Regions from separate parts of the Zea mays genome. Here regions 2 and 3 are each linked to region 1. Evidence: chromatin contacts called from public Hi-C data. All regions are on one chromosome and are shown on one strand. The core of a region is the stretch at or near the end of the contact, and the rest is flanking DNA. Distances in the headings are between cores, read along the strand shown. Region 1 holds the start of LOC100273084 (lysine ketoglutarate reductase trans-splicing 1). Region 2 holds the start of LOC100284263 (pseudouridylate synthase/ transporter). Region 3 holds the start of LOC541640 (legumin 1).

The links. Hi-C and Micro-C count contacts between places; a contact is called where the count stands out from the background.
Region 2: a contact with region 1 is called in a Hi-C map of ear, with 2.8 times the contacts expected there. The contact joins the promoter of LOC100284263 here to the promoter of LOC100273084 in region 1. A contact is called at or near these places in 7 of 25 Hi-C or Micro-C datasets (bundle sheath, ear, endosperm and 3 more).
Region 3: a Hi-C map of leaf shows a contact between it and region 1, with 3 times the contacts expected there. The contact joins the promoter of LOC541640 here to the promoter of LOC100273084 in region 1. A contact is called at or near these places in 2 of 25 Hi-C or Micro-C datasets (both in leaf).

What each region holds. Positions count from the first base shown.
Region 1 is chr6:47,749,371-47,753,674 of Zm-B73-REFERENCE-NAM-5.0, forward strand. It overlaps LOC100273084 (lysine ketoglutarate reductase trans-splicing 1), which reads right to left and starts at 1,593. Exons shown (of 15, transcript NM_001147533.1): 1 at 1,419-1,593; 2 at 803-945; 3 at 598-706; 4 at 373-516; 5 at 80-184. The coding sequence starts at 831.
Region 2 is chr6:47,932,909-47,936,743 of Zm-B73-REFERENCE-NAM-5.0, forward strand. LOC100284263 (pseudouridylate synthase/ transporter) reads right to left here and starts at 2,569. Exons shown (of 9, transcript NM_001157158.2): 1 at 1,629-2,569; 2 at 1,229-1,284; 3 at 1,059-1,141; 4 at 750-828. The coding sequence starts at 2,490. It overlaps TRNAA-UGC (transfer RNA alanine (anticodon UGC)), which reads left to right and starts at 2,716; the gene lies at 2,716-2,788.
Region 3 is chr6:47,953,522-47,957,326 of Zm-B73-REFERENCE-NAM-5.0, forward strand. It overlaps LOC541640 (legumin 1), which reads left to right and starts at 1,670. Exons shown (of 3, transcript NM_001111395.3): 1 at 1,670-2,094; 2 at 2,189-2,445; 3 at 2,535-3,469. The coding sequence starts at 1,746. The coding sequence ends at 3,380. It overlaps LOC100216676 (WREBP-2 protein), which reads right to left. Exons shown (of 6, transcript NM_001143084.1): 6 at 3,659-3,805.

The sequences.
Region 1 (4,304 bases), core at 343-2,842:
TTCTCAACATGTCCAGCTATAAATATATCAAACGCACTCGGAGAAGATTGGTGAGGTGATGGTGCATGAGAAAATATACCTCACTTGGGTCTCCCCATAACCTGCGCAAATGGAAGTCAGACTCTGATACAACGATACCTGGTGCTAGCCCCTCTGCACCCTTGGGGTTCGTTGGGACATAAATCTACAGATCATCAAAGAAAAAACTCATCAGACAAACTAAAATATATCAGGAAATAGCAAACACTCTATTCGCTATTTATAAGCATCTGATATTCAAGGAGAATATCACGTTAAATGGATACCGTTCAAATAGCCATAGTACTCCACAACTAAGTCAAGTCATGTGACAGAGTAATACAACTAACTAACCTTTAAGGTACTGTTTGAAGTCGGTTCGGTACCATTTCCCCTTGCGTTTCTGGCAGAAGTCCAAGCATGATTGAGTATAGCTTGGGTCGTGAGTCCAGCGTCTTTGTCTTCAATGTACGAAATAAAGCTATCTGGAAAGTGAAGCTGGCGTATTCGAAACAGACATAAGTAACTGCTCAATTAGTTGAGGTATTGCTGTTACGTGGAGGTTACTATCATTAATACCTTTGTTATGCTGACCGAAGGGAATGAAATCCCAATGAAAAAGCCAAGGACTGCTCCAATAACCGTTACCATAACAAGCCTCATGCTTCCGTTTGGGAATCTAAGCATACTATGAACGTCAACAAGAGCAGAAGATATTAGCATGCAACGCTAGCCGTCCAGAAGCCAACAGCTCGAGTGGAGACAAGCATGTAGGTTTACAAACCTGCGAGCAATAGATGCGAGCTTCGCCATGCTCTAGTACAAGGATGCAGCTAGAGGAGCAATACAGCTGCGAGCGACAAATGCTAAGCATCATATGTGGAGATCATAATGGCGGCGGCTTTGTTATGCAGACAGGAAGGAAGCCTGGAGAAAACACAGACATTGACAATCCATCGTCAGAAGGCCTCCAATCGAAATATGGTTTTCATCTCCTTTTGAATTTGCATAGCATTACAAAGCTACTAACAAGCAACCACAATGGTTGGGCTGCGTCCAAAAGTATGAGCAATGCCCCCAAGTATGCGGTTTCTACTCGCTTTGCTGCTAAGAAGTGGGGCGCACAAACAGTGCAGCACCACAAGATTCTGTGCGTGTAGGACGAACTTGTGCAGGCCAAGTATACGGAATTACTAACAAGTTTTTTGTTGTTGTTACTTTCTCGTACGAGGAGTAAAAAAAGAAATAAAGTAATACTCGGAAAGAAGAGATCTTGTTTGGACTTCTCGGCCGGCGGCAGCATTATTGTAGTACAAGTGGGGTATCTAGTACGGCGAATCGGACGAAATCGAAACCGAGGGCGGAAGGAAAGAGGCGCGGGTTTTGGCAGGAAAGCGAACCTGGCGTCCGTCCGCGCCGGCCGGCGGACGGAGCTGAATAATACCGCAGCGCCGGTGCTGGTATGTTCCGGTTGCGACGGAGGGGGAGCGGGCCGAGCGATGAGCCACCAGCCGTGCCCCCTGCCCGTGGGTACGGCGGCGGCGTGGGAAGAGGAGGGGGCGAGGAGCGGAGCGCGTGGGCAGGCAGGCGGGGGCAGGGGAGGCAGGCGCGCGCGTTTATATGCGTGAGGCGGAGGGTGGGGGAGGGCGGAAGTCGTGCGCTGCGCCTGCGCGGCGCGGCAATGTCAGTTGGAAACTTGGAAGGGATGGGTGGATGGCTGGCTGGATCGATCGATCGATCGATCAATCAAGCCGGAGGAGAGGAGAGGAGCTAGGCCAGGCCAGGAAGGCAGGAAGCCAAACCAAGGGAAAGTTGGAGACGACAGGGAGAAAGGAGAGGGACGCCACCCAACGAACCAACCGCAGCAACTTGCGCCCTCGACGGGGCCGTCCTCCCGCCGTCGGATCCTGGACCACGCGTATTCTTCCTGACCTACCTATTGGTACTACATGGGCCTAGACAGCTCGGTCGGTCGTCCATCCCTGGACTTTGGGATGTCCATGTGTTTGTGTTGTTTGTTGCCAACGTTCCAAACGTTTTTTCAGTTTATTTAGCTCCTTTCTCGTTGACAGTTCCTTCTCAAAAACCAAAATTAGGCTAAGTTGAGATCAAAAAGTATAAGTTTATCTTGGCAGCAAATCGATTCGGCGTCAACATGACTATTTATGCACCCTTTTGTTTTCTTCTGACCGATGCTTGAAAAAACATAATGCTCCGTTTAGACGTTAATATTGGAAGGTACGAATTGATTTTGGTATCAAATTAGACATGATATTGAAATGAGATGTAATCCCAATTCTATTGTTTGGATGTCAATATATTAGATTCTAGTATAGATGAGCATGCAGCCCGAGGCCCGGTTGTCCGGCACGAGGTCTATTTTTTTGGCCCAGCCCAAACATGGCACGACCCGGCTGGGTTTGTACCCTGGCCAATAAATCAGGTCGTGCCTAGGCTACCGGCAGTGCCCACCAGGCAGCACGGTCGGCCCGCCAGAAAACGGCACGCACGGGGCCGGCCCGGTGTCGGGGTGCGAGGGGTAAGGCCCGACCGCCCACACGACATCCGCCCTCCCTCCTCATCTCATCCAAGTGTCCCACTCCCACACAACATCTCCTCTCCCCACTCGAATTGCTTGTCCCGTCGTCTGCGGTCCGCCCGCCGCACGGTCACCGCCTCGCCGTCACCACTACCAGATCTCCGTCACCGGCGACATCGGTGGGTCTCCTACTCTCCTTCCGTGCGGCTCGCCCCACTCCGGCTTTCCCTTGGTCCCTCCCCAATCTAGAAATCCCTAACCCTAATCTTGTCGTCGTTGGTTGTCGGCTCGTCGCGTGTCGTCGTGCCCTAGACCCTCGTCTCTGACTCCGGGCTCCGGCTTGGTAGGTACATTCCTCTCTGACTCTCCCTCCCCAATCGGTAATCCCTAACCCTAACCCTAATCTCCTCTTCGCTGCTTGGTTGTGGGCTTTGGTAGGTTGCGGGCTGACTACATCGTGGTCGTGCTGGTGCCGACAAGGCCGTTGAGGTACGGTACCAAGAAGGGCGCATGGATGACGACGACGACCGGTACCGTAGAACTATCAATGACGAGCTTGTTGAGTTAGGACAACTTCCCGATGACGTCGACGACATGGGAGATGCTATTGTTGCCTTTATTCGGTGTTAGTAGCAGTCATACTGCCATCGACCTAGAGGGGACACCTGCCAAGCCAGTTAGTGATGCTGCTGGCTCTAATGTATTTGATTCTTTGACTTCTTCAAGCACTGGTAAGCGTCGATTTGCTGTTTGGGATGACTTCACTAAAGTCACAGAAAATTGTAATGGTAAGAAGGTGCGCATTGCTGATATTTGCAAATTTTGCAAGGCTCAGTTGAGTGCTAATTCTAATGTTGGCACTTGACACTTGCTTAGGCACCAGAAATCATGTAAAAAGAAGGTTGATCATGCTGCTATGGTTCAAACTAGACTAGCTTTGAACCCTGATGGGTCTTTTAGAAAATGGGAATATGATCCTCAGGTTGCTAGAACTGAGCTTCTTCGTAGTTTGATTACTAGACTTGATCTTCCTTTAGGGATAGCTGACACAGATGCTTGGGATGATTACATTCAGCGTGCTCACAACCCTAGATATGTTAGAGTATATAGGTTTACAACTGTTAGAGACTTGGTTAAGCTATACAATGAAAAATTAAAGAACTTAAAATATGCCATCTTTCCTGTTGTCTTCTGTTTGCTTGACTTCTAATATATGGTCTGGTAATGCCAAGGAAGATTACATTACTGTTTTTACTCATTTTGTTAATGCTGATTGGGAAATAAAGAAGTCTTTGATAGACTTTAAATTGATCCAAGTGTCTCATAATGGTGTTAACATTGTTGAACGCATTACTTGTGTGATTCAAGACTTTGGCATGACTGATAAAGTGTTCTCTGTTACCTTAGATAATGCTTCTTCTAATTCAACTGCCATGCTTACAATGTCACCTATGCTTGCTGGTTATTTGGGTGTTGATGTTGATCCAACAGATCCTAGTAACAAAACTTATAGTGTGCTTCATCAGCGTTGTGCATGTCACATTATTAACTTGATTGTGAAATGTGACTTGAAAAGGCCTAAGGATTATTTAGATGTGTTTATGACCGTTATTAATTTCTTAAACTCTTCTAACTAGAGAATTGGTTCAATTTTAGTAATTACTGCAAAGCAAAAGGTTGTATACCTAGAAATTTTGGTTTAGACATGAATGTTAGATGGAACTCAACATATCTTATGCTAAAGCAT
Region 2 (3,835 bases), core at 1,319-3,818, 180 kb after region 1:
GAAAATAGAGTTTGTAATTTCTGAGACTTGTAAAGATAGGATCACCAAATTCTTGCAGAATTTTAAAAAAAAACTCGACCTGCGGAGGGTAAGACGGCCCCCGGACATTGTATTAAGAAGACCTTCTCACACAAGTCGAGAAAACTCCCGAACCCCTGTCCCACCCATACACAACGGCACCGTAGCCTATGTATGAATAACCGTGACCGGGACAGGGCCTTACTGCCTTAGACCTATGCTTTGGCGTGGGATAGACGAGGAGATTTTTTAACCACGGCCTAAAAATCGCTCCCACGGGGAATCGAACCCAAGACCAGAGGAGTGCTACTCAGACCACCTAACCAACTCAGCTAGAGCCCATTTCGCTTCTTGCAGAATTTACTGTCACCTACTAAACTATATGTGTGAATAAGGTGATGAACCTCATTTTACTTTTTAGGAACGAATATTTAAATACGATTTCTCAACAACATTGCACACAAGCATAATTAACTGTGAAAATAGAGTTAACAGTCACTAATTAAATGATATGTAGGCTACATATGCTGATAAGGCGATGAACCTCTTTTCAGGATAGATTGTCAATGTGATTTCCCAACAACATTGAACAGAAACATAACTATCTGTGAAACTAATAAGTTGTTATCTGGTGATGCTTCCCCAAATGCCTACAATAATGCAGATCCATTTTGCAACCCCTGAATAGAAGAATGTTCAGCAGACCATTGTAGAGATGCTAGGATACATACTGGTGAATCTGCATCCCAGGTTGATGTGGCTTCTCCAAGTCGGAAAACACCGCTATAGCCCTTAACCATTCCTTGGTAGCTTCAGAAGCATGAGATCATTCAGAATAGAATGTACAGCAAGTGCTAGAGATGGAGGGATGATAAGTAGCGATAGTATGCAAAACAATTATTTCAGTCCATCATATTTTTCCCCACATAGCCTACTATACAGTCTATACTCGAGCAAATTCTAGGATAAGCATAAGCCAGAGGACAACTGCCCCAGCATCCACAAGAATAAGCTTTTCCCAAAAGATTATACGATGTTACCTGTCAACTATTTTGGTTGCTTTTCCTACACAAACAATCAACAATCCAGTTGCCATTGGGTCCAGAGTTCCAGCATGTCCAACCTGAGACCACACAAATATTGCAAAACATGTACTTAATGCTAAGGGCTAATGCTACATTCAGATACAGTGAAAAGGCCCTGATATCACCTTTTGTACTTTCACCAAGCGCCGTAACTTTCCACAGACAGTAAACGAAGTCCATCCTGATATCAGAAGAAAGATGAGTTCAGATGAATAGTTTAGGATGGAAGGCAGTAGACCAAATTTAATAAAACACAGTTCGAACCTAATCCTGTCCGCACATTAACTAATTATTTATCTGCCCTGATAGGAAAAACAGTAAAGAACCCTGTCTTCAGGCAAAGCTGCAGTAGTGCCACACTACCTGGCTGACATCTAACTGTTGTGATAATCGCTCACATTTCATAAAATGAGCTTTCCAGTGGTACATCAGATAAAAGTAGCTAAGAAATATTAGTGTTGTCTTAAGCTCACAGACGGCAATGTAGAACTTGCAATGTGCCAGAGGGTAGGGGGAAGGCATCACCTTTGGGCTTGTCGATGAGCACGACGGTCCCAGCAGGGCCGTCCCACCTCGGCGGCAGCTCCGTGGTCCTAGTGACGAGGTACGGCTGCGGCCGCTCCTCCTCCCTCCGCACTTCGCGCTTCACCTGCTGCTGCGGCTCCGTTCCCGGTCTCTTGGCTTTGGTGTCGACTTGGCCGGGACCCTTCTTGAGAGACCTGAAGAAATCCTCCACCTTCCTCTCCAGCACCTCCCCTTTGTTGGCGCCCTTGTCACTGACCGCCCGCTCCTCTCCCTCGTTTTCCTTCTTCTCGTCGTCAAAGAATACGAGCCCCCTGTCGGCGTCGGAGGCCGGGGCGGCGTCGGCGGAGACGAACGCGTTGTCGAGCGACTGGTGGGGGAAGTACTTCTTCTCGAGGCGGTAGAGCATGCGGTAGTGCTTGTCCTTCTCCCACGGCATTGCGAAGGTGTCGTGGAAGTAGAGCGCCTCCTCGCGCGCGTGCAGGCGCGGGAAGTCCACCACCTCCGGCCTGAGCTCGACGAACTCCGACGACAAGGAGGAGGGCTTAGTGGTGGTGGTGGCGTCAGGGTCGGGGAGTAGGCGGCTGCGGCGCTTGCGGAGGTACCGGCGCTTTGCGCGGTCGAGCGTCTGCTCTTCGGGGGCTGGCTGCGGCTGCCGGTCGGCCCCGGCGGCGGAGGATTTGGGGGGATTGGGGTCCGCGGGGCGATGCACGATGAGGTCGTAGTAGAGAGGGTAGCGAGTCGCGGTGAGTGAAAGGAAGCGGCGCGGGAGGCGGAACAGCGGCGATGGGGAGGGGGAGGAGGGCAGCAGCGCCGCCCTTGCCCTCGCCGCCGCCGCCGCCATGGCTCCCGCTCGAGGAGGCATTCGTGTCTCTGCGTCTGCACGGGCGGGCCGCTCGCTATCGATAGGGGAAGCGAGAGCCGAGTCGCGCGGCAGTCCTGACGTTGGATCTGCAGCCGACGGTATAGATGTAGGACATAGGCACATAGCATCATCGATGTCCATACGGCTTGACGGGGTTTAACGGAATGATGCATGCGTACAGTATTACACGGTTTACTATGTTGTCTAGTTACAAATAGCATCGTTGGGGATGTAGCTCAAATGGTAGAGCGCTCGCTTTGCATGCGAGAGGCACGGGGTTCGATCCCCCGCATCTCCAATCTTTTTTTGTTTTCTTCTATTTTTTTAGTTTGGTGGATGAACTGCTTCCACGAGGTTCGATCCCCCCGCATCTCCAATTTTTCTTTTTGTTTTCCTTCTATTTTGTTAATTTGGTGGATGAACTGCTTCCATTTTCTTAATTTGGTTGATGAACTGAGTTTGATTGGGTCTGAAGCAGTGAGAGACTGAGAGTTCAAGAGAAATGTAGGAACCCTGCTACTATTAGGGAACACATTGGGTTCTTTTCCAATGAGGTTCACTGCAATTAGAGGTTCGAGGTTAAAAGGAATTGCATAATCTAGCTTGATTTATTAATTTTTCTTATTTCACTAGCCATTGTTCTTCTTTGCTACTGTTGTTGTATGTGTGGTTTGCTGGTTATTCCCAAATTTCTAGAGCAGGCGGGCATAGGTAGGTTCTGAGTGTTTGCTCTATACTTTTTTTTGCGCGGTGAGAACCAATCCGGACGCGTGGGGCAGGTTCAGAGTATCAGCGCGAAGGGTGAAGTCGTGGTAGCACATGTGCCCACATTAGGTTCTTAATAGAGTAAGTATAGATTGATTAGTTTTATTTTCTAGCTAATTGGATAATTTCTTTTTAGCCACTTTAATTGTGTATATAAACAAAACAACATAATATATTTGCTATAGCAGTGTAGTTTGGCAGTACAAAAAAGGATAAGTGTATCTTTCTAGTGTTCATTCTTGGTTTTGTGAGTGTTTAATGATCTAGGTAGAGGTGTCAATGGGTAATTTTTCATCGGGTTTAAACACCTTATACCCATCCTCATGAAGTTGTACTCATCCACATCTCTATACGCGTACCTATCATGGGTATAAGATTCATCACATACTCATGCCCATTTAGGTATTGGGTCTTTATCCCGACAAAAAAAGCATTATCACATTATATTTTATATGTCATTAACAACCACACAATACCCAAAAACAATACTGTTGGAACTTGCTCTCCGGCGCAAGTTGATCCAACGGGGGAGTGTAGTAACGCAAACAGGGTTTTTGCACGAGATGGCAATAGCTCTGTT
Region 3 (3,805 bases), core at 420-2,919, 200 kb after region 1:
TATATATGGTCTCCTGCTAGGTCGATTATACGACCAACTGAATGTATACGCACACCACTACATGTATTATGTACATATACTACCAGTATATGAGTACTGAATACTACTTCCTTTATTATATTCACTGTTACGCTTACGCACCCGACCCCAAGCTGCATCCCGGTCCTGGGGAGCTCACCTGCTGCGGCGGCGGCGTCTGCACGGCGGAGGGCTTAAAAGTGAGGAACAGCGGGCGGCGACACCAAGGTTAGCTTCTTTGCATCGCTGTATCGTGGATCGGAGGGCTGCCTAAGCCTGGGCGCAGGGCACGGGCCTATGCTCATATTCATATCGCTGTCGTATACTCGCAGGCTGAGTCGCTGATGGACTGAACGAGTGAGGCGGCATGCCTTTGCATGGGCGGGGCCGTCAGGGTTAAGGCCGGCCTCGGTTGCGTGTGTATAATTGTGCCAATTTCATGTTTTACGGGGTTTTTCTTTTTCTGTCGAGCTGATCTAGATCCAGCTCATACGTGCGGGCTGTGTCCGGCCTAACAGGCCAATATTTAAGATTCGGTCTAGGCCTGTCTTCGTTCGTGTTAGCCTGGTCTAAATTACTAAGTGTTAGGCTTTGCTTTGGCTACTGATTTTAGATCGTGGTTGTGCTTGTATTAACCCAAAAATAGGGCTAGATATCGAGTCAGGTCAACTTGGCCAAACTTAAACTGTCTCGGCTCGATATATTAAGGAACCGAATAAGAGAACCAACTCGTCTCATTTGTGAGTTCGAGCTCTCCCGAGCTAAAAAAACAATATACACATATATAAAATAGTATAACCAATTATTAGTTAATTCTAGACCTATTTAACACTAAAAAAGAGTAACAATACTCACACTTTCACATATCATGTCAATATAACACCAAATTAACAAATCACTTATTAATTCATCCAACACAAGTGCGAGATTTGTTTTTCTGACAAATGGTTGCTCATTCAAGCTAAAGAGCTGACTCGAACACAGCTCGAGCTGGCTTGTTAACAAATCTTGCTGAGATACTAGCTCAGCTCGTGACAAAATCAAAATGAGCTGAGCTGAATTGAGTCGAGCTAACCATGAACCGAGCGATCTCACGAGCCACGAGTATTTTGTCTAGTCCTACCAAAAAGACCGGTCCATTCTTCTAGTACTAGTCCGAACCCCGAAAACTTTATGATTTCCATAGCATTTGTCAAGGCTGCCTCATTAATCATTTTGTTGACGATCTAGAGTACTCTAGCGAAAACATGCAAGCAACCAAACCGTAGAGAAGTGTAGTAGGCAAGGCTGGTCGCTAATGCGTGCACCTGGACAGTCGTAATCGGACTGTGCGTGAACGAACTAAAAAGGCGCAACAAACTGTTGGAGTCGCTAGTCAGTACAAAACTGAAGCGGCCTTTGCCCTTTTGTGACTGTCAGCACAAGCAACAAGTCCAAACTGTTGAGCACACGATCCATCCAAGTCGACATCCTACTGCTGATCGATCGCGAGCTTGTCAGGTTCTTCCCATCCAACGTGCACAGCTCCTATCACGGCAAAGCAAAGCACCAGCAGCGTACGAGGACAAGGCCTGAATTTGTTCCCAGGTGCAACAAACACTTTTTGTTCTTTTTAGCTTTGCATCCTTCTCGTTCCACTTACTTAATGGCACACCATCAGCAATGCACACCACGGCAACAGCATTCACTGCCAAGAGAGTGAGCGAGCGAGCAGAGGCAGCGCAGCAATGGCGGCGGCAATAGTACTCTCCGGCCAGGTGCGGCCGCTTCCCTCGTCGCTGCCCCTGTCCCTGCTGCTGCTCCTCCTCCTGTGCTGCTCCGGCACCTCGTGGGGATGGAGCACGTCCCGGGGAGGAGCCGCCAGGGAGTGCGGCTTCGATGGCAAGCTGGAGGCCCTGGAGCCGCGCCACAAGGTGCAGTCTGAGGCCGGCTCCGTCCAGTACTTCAGCCGGTTCAACGAAGCCGACCGGGAGCTCACCTGCGCCGGCATCTTCGCCGTCCGCGTCGTCGTCGACGCCATGGGCCTCCTGCTCCCTCGATACTCCAACGTCCATTCGCTTGTCTACATCGTCCAAGGTTCTTGGCTAGATTCTAGTGCTGCAATGCATGTGGCTCAGCTCGACTACAGATTTTGGCGTATGAATCACGACTAATCCAGTGTATTATGTAGGGAGAGGGATCATTGGGTTCTCGTTTCCGGGATGCCAAGAGGAGACCCAGCAGCAGCAGTATGGATACGGATATGGATATGGACACCATCACCATCAGCATGACCACCACAAGATCCACCGATTCGAGCAGGGCGACGTGGTGGCCATGCCGGCCGGCGCCCAGCACTGGCTGTACAACGACGGCGACGCGCCGCTTGTGGCGGTCTACGTCTTCGACGAGAACAACAACATCAACCAGCTCGAGCCTTCCATGAGGGTACTGCTACTATGCTAGCAGCTAGCTACACCCTTACATTTCGATAAAACTCGACTAATGAATCTCTGTCGTCGTTGTGCGATTCGCAGAAATTCTTGCTGGCTGGGGGCTTCAGCAAGGGGCAGCCCCACTTCGCCGAGAACATCTTCAAAGGGATCGACGCCCGGTTCCTGAGCGAAGCCCTGGGCGTCAGCATGCACGTCGCCGAGAAGCTGCAGAGCCGGCGTGACCAGCGAGGCGAGATCGTCCGCGTGGAGCCGGAGCACGGCTTTCACCAGCTGAATCCGTCGCCGTCGTCGTCGTCGTTTTCGTTCCCATCGTCACAAGTCCAGTACCAAACGTGCCAGCGCGACGTCGACAGGCACAACGTCTGCGCCATGGAGGTGAGGCACAGCGTCGAACGGCTGGACCAGGCCGACGTCTACAGCCCTGGGGCTGGGAGGATCACACGCCTCACCAGCCACAAGTTCCCCGTCCTCAACCTCGTACAGATGAGCGCGGTGCGGGTAGACCTGTACCAGGACGCCATCATGTCGCCGTTCTGGAACTTCAACGCCCACAGCGCCATGTACGGCATCAGGGGCAGTGCAAGGGTCCAGGTCGCCAGCGACAACGGGACCACGGTGTTCGACGACGTGCTCCGTGCGGGGCAGCTGCTCATCGTACCCCAGGGCTACCTCGTCGCCACCAAGGCGCAGGGAGAAGGCTTCCAGTACATCGCCTTCGAGACGAACCCTGACACCATGGTCAGCCACGTCGCCGGGAAGAACTCCGTCCTGAGCGACTTGCCGGCCGCCGTCATCGCCAGCTCGTATGCCATCTCCATGGAGGAAGCTGCAGAGCTCAAGAACGGTAGGAAGCATGAGCTGGCTGTGCTTACTCCTGCTGGCAGTGGCAGCTACCAACAAGGTCAAGCTGGCAGCGCCCAACAGTAGGCACAACCTCAGAGTGATCTGCCTGAATAAGTACTCGTAGACTGTAATAATTAAACAAAGCTTGCTCATGGTTAAACTGCGTGTTGATTAGTCTTTCAACTACATAGCTCTAAAGTTTTTGATACACCGAGTGATTTGCCAGGAAAAAAATGAGCAGATTGTTGTAAGCAAAACATGTTTGTTATGGCTAAACTGCATGTCTACCTGGATTTGTATTTTTTTTCAACTACCTAGTTCATCTGATAAAAACAATTTAGTTGAGTAACATACTAACATTTCAAATGAAAATTTATTCCAAGGCAAACATATCCAAACTATCTAAAATACATGTGGCTCTGGAAGATAGGGGAGTGAAAGCATTTAGGAGCAGGTAACTGAGTACAATATATCCATGCACCATCTGAATGAACTACTACCTAAGGTTA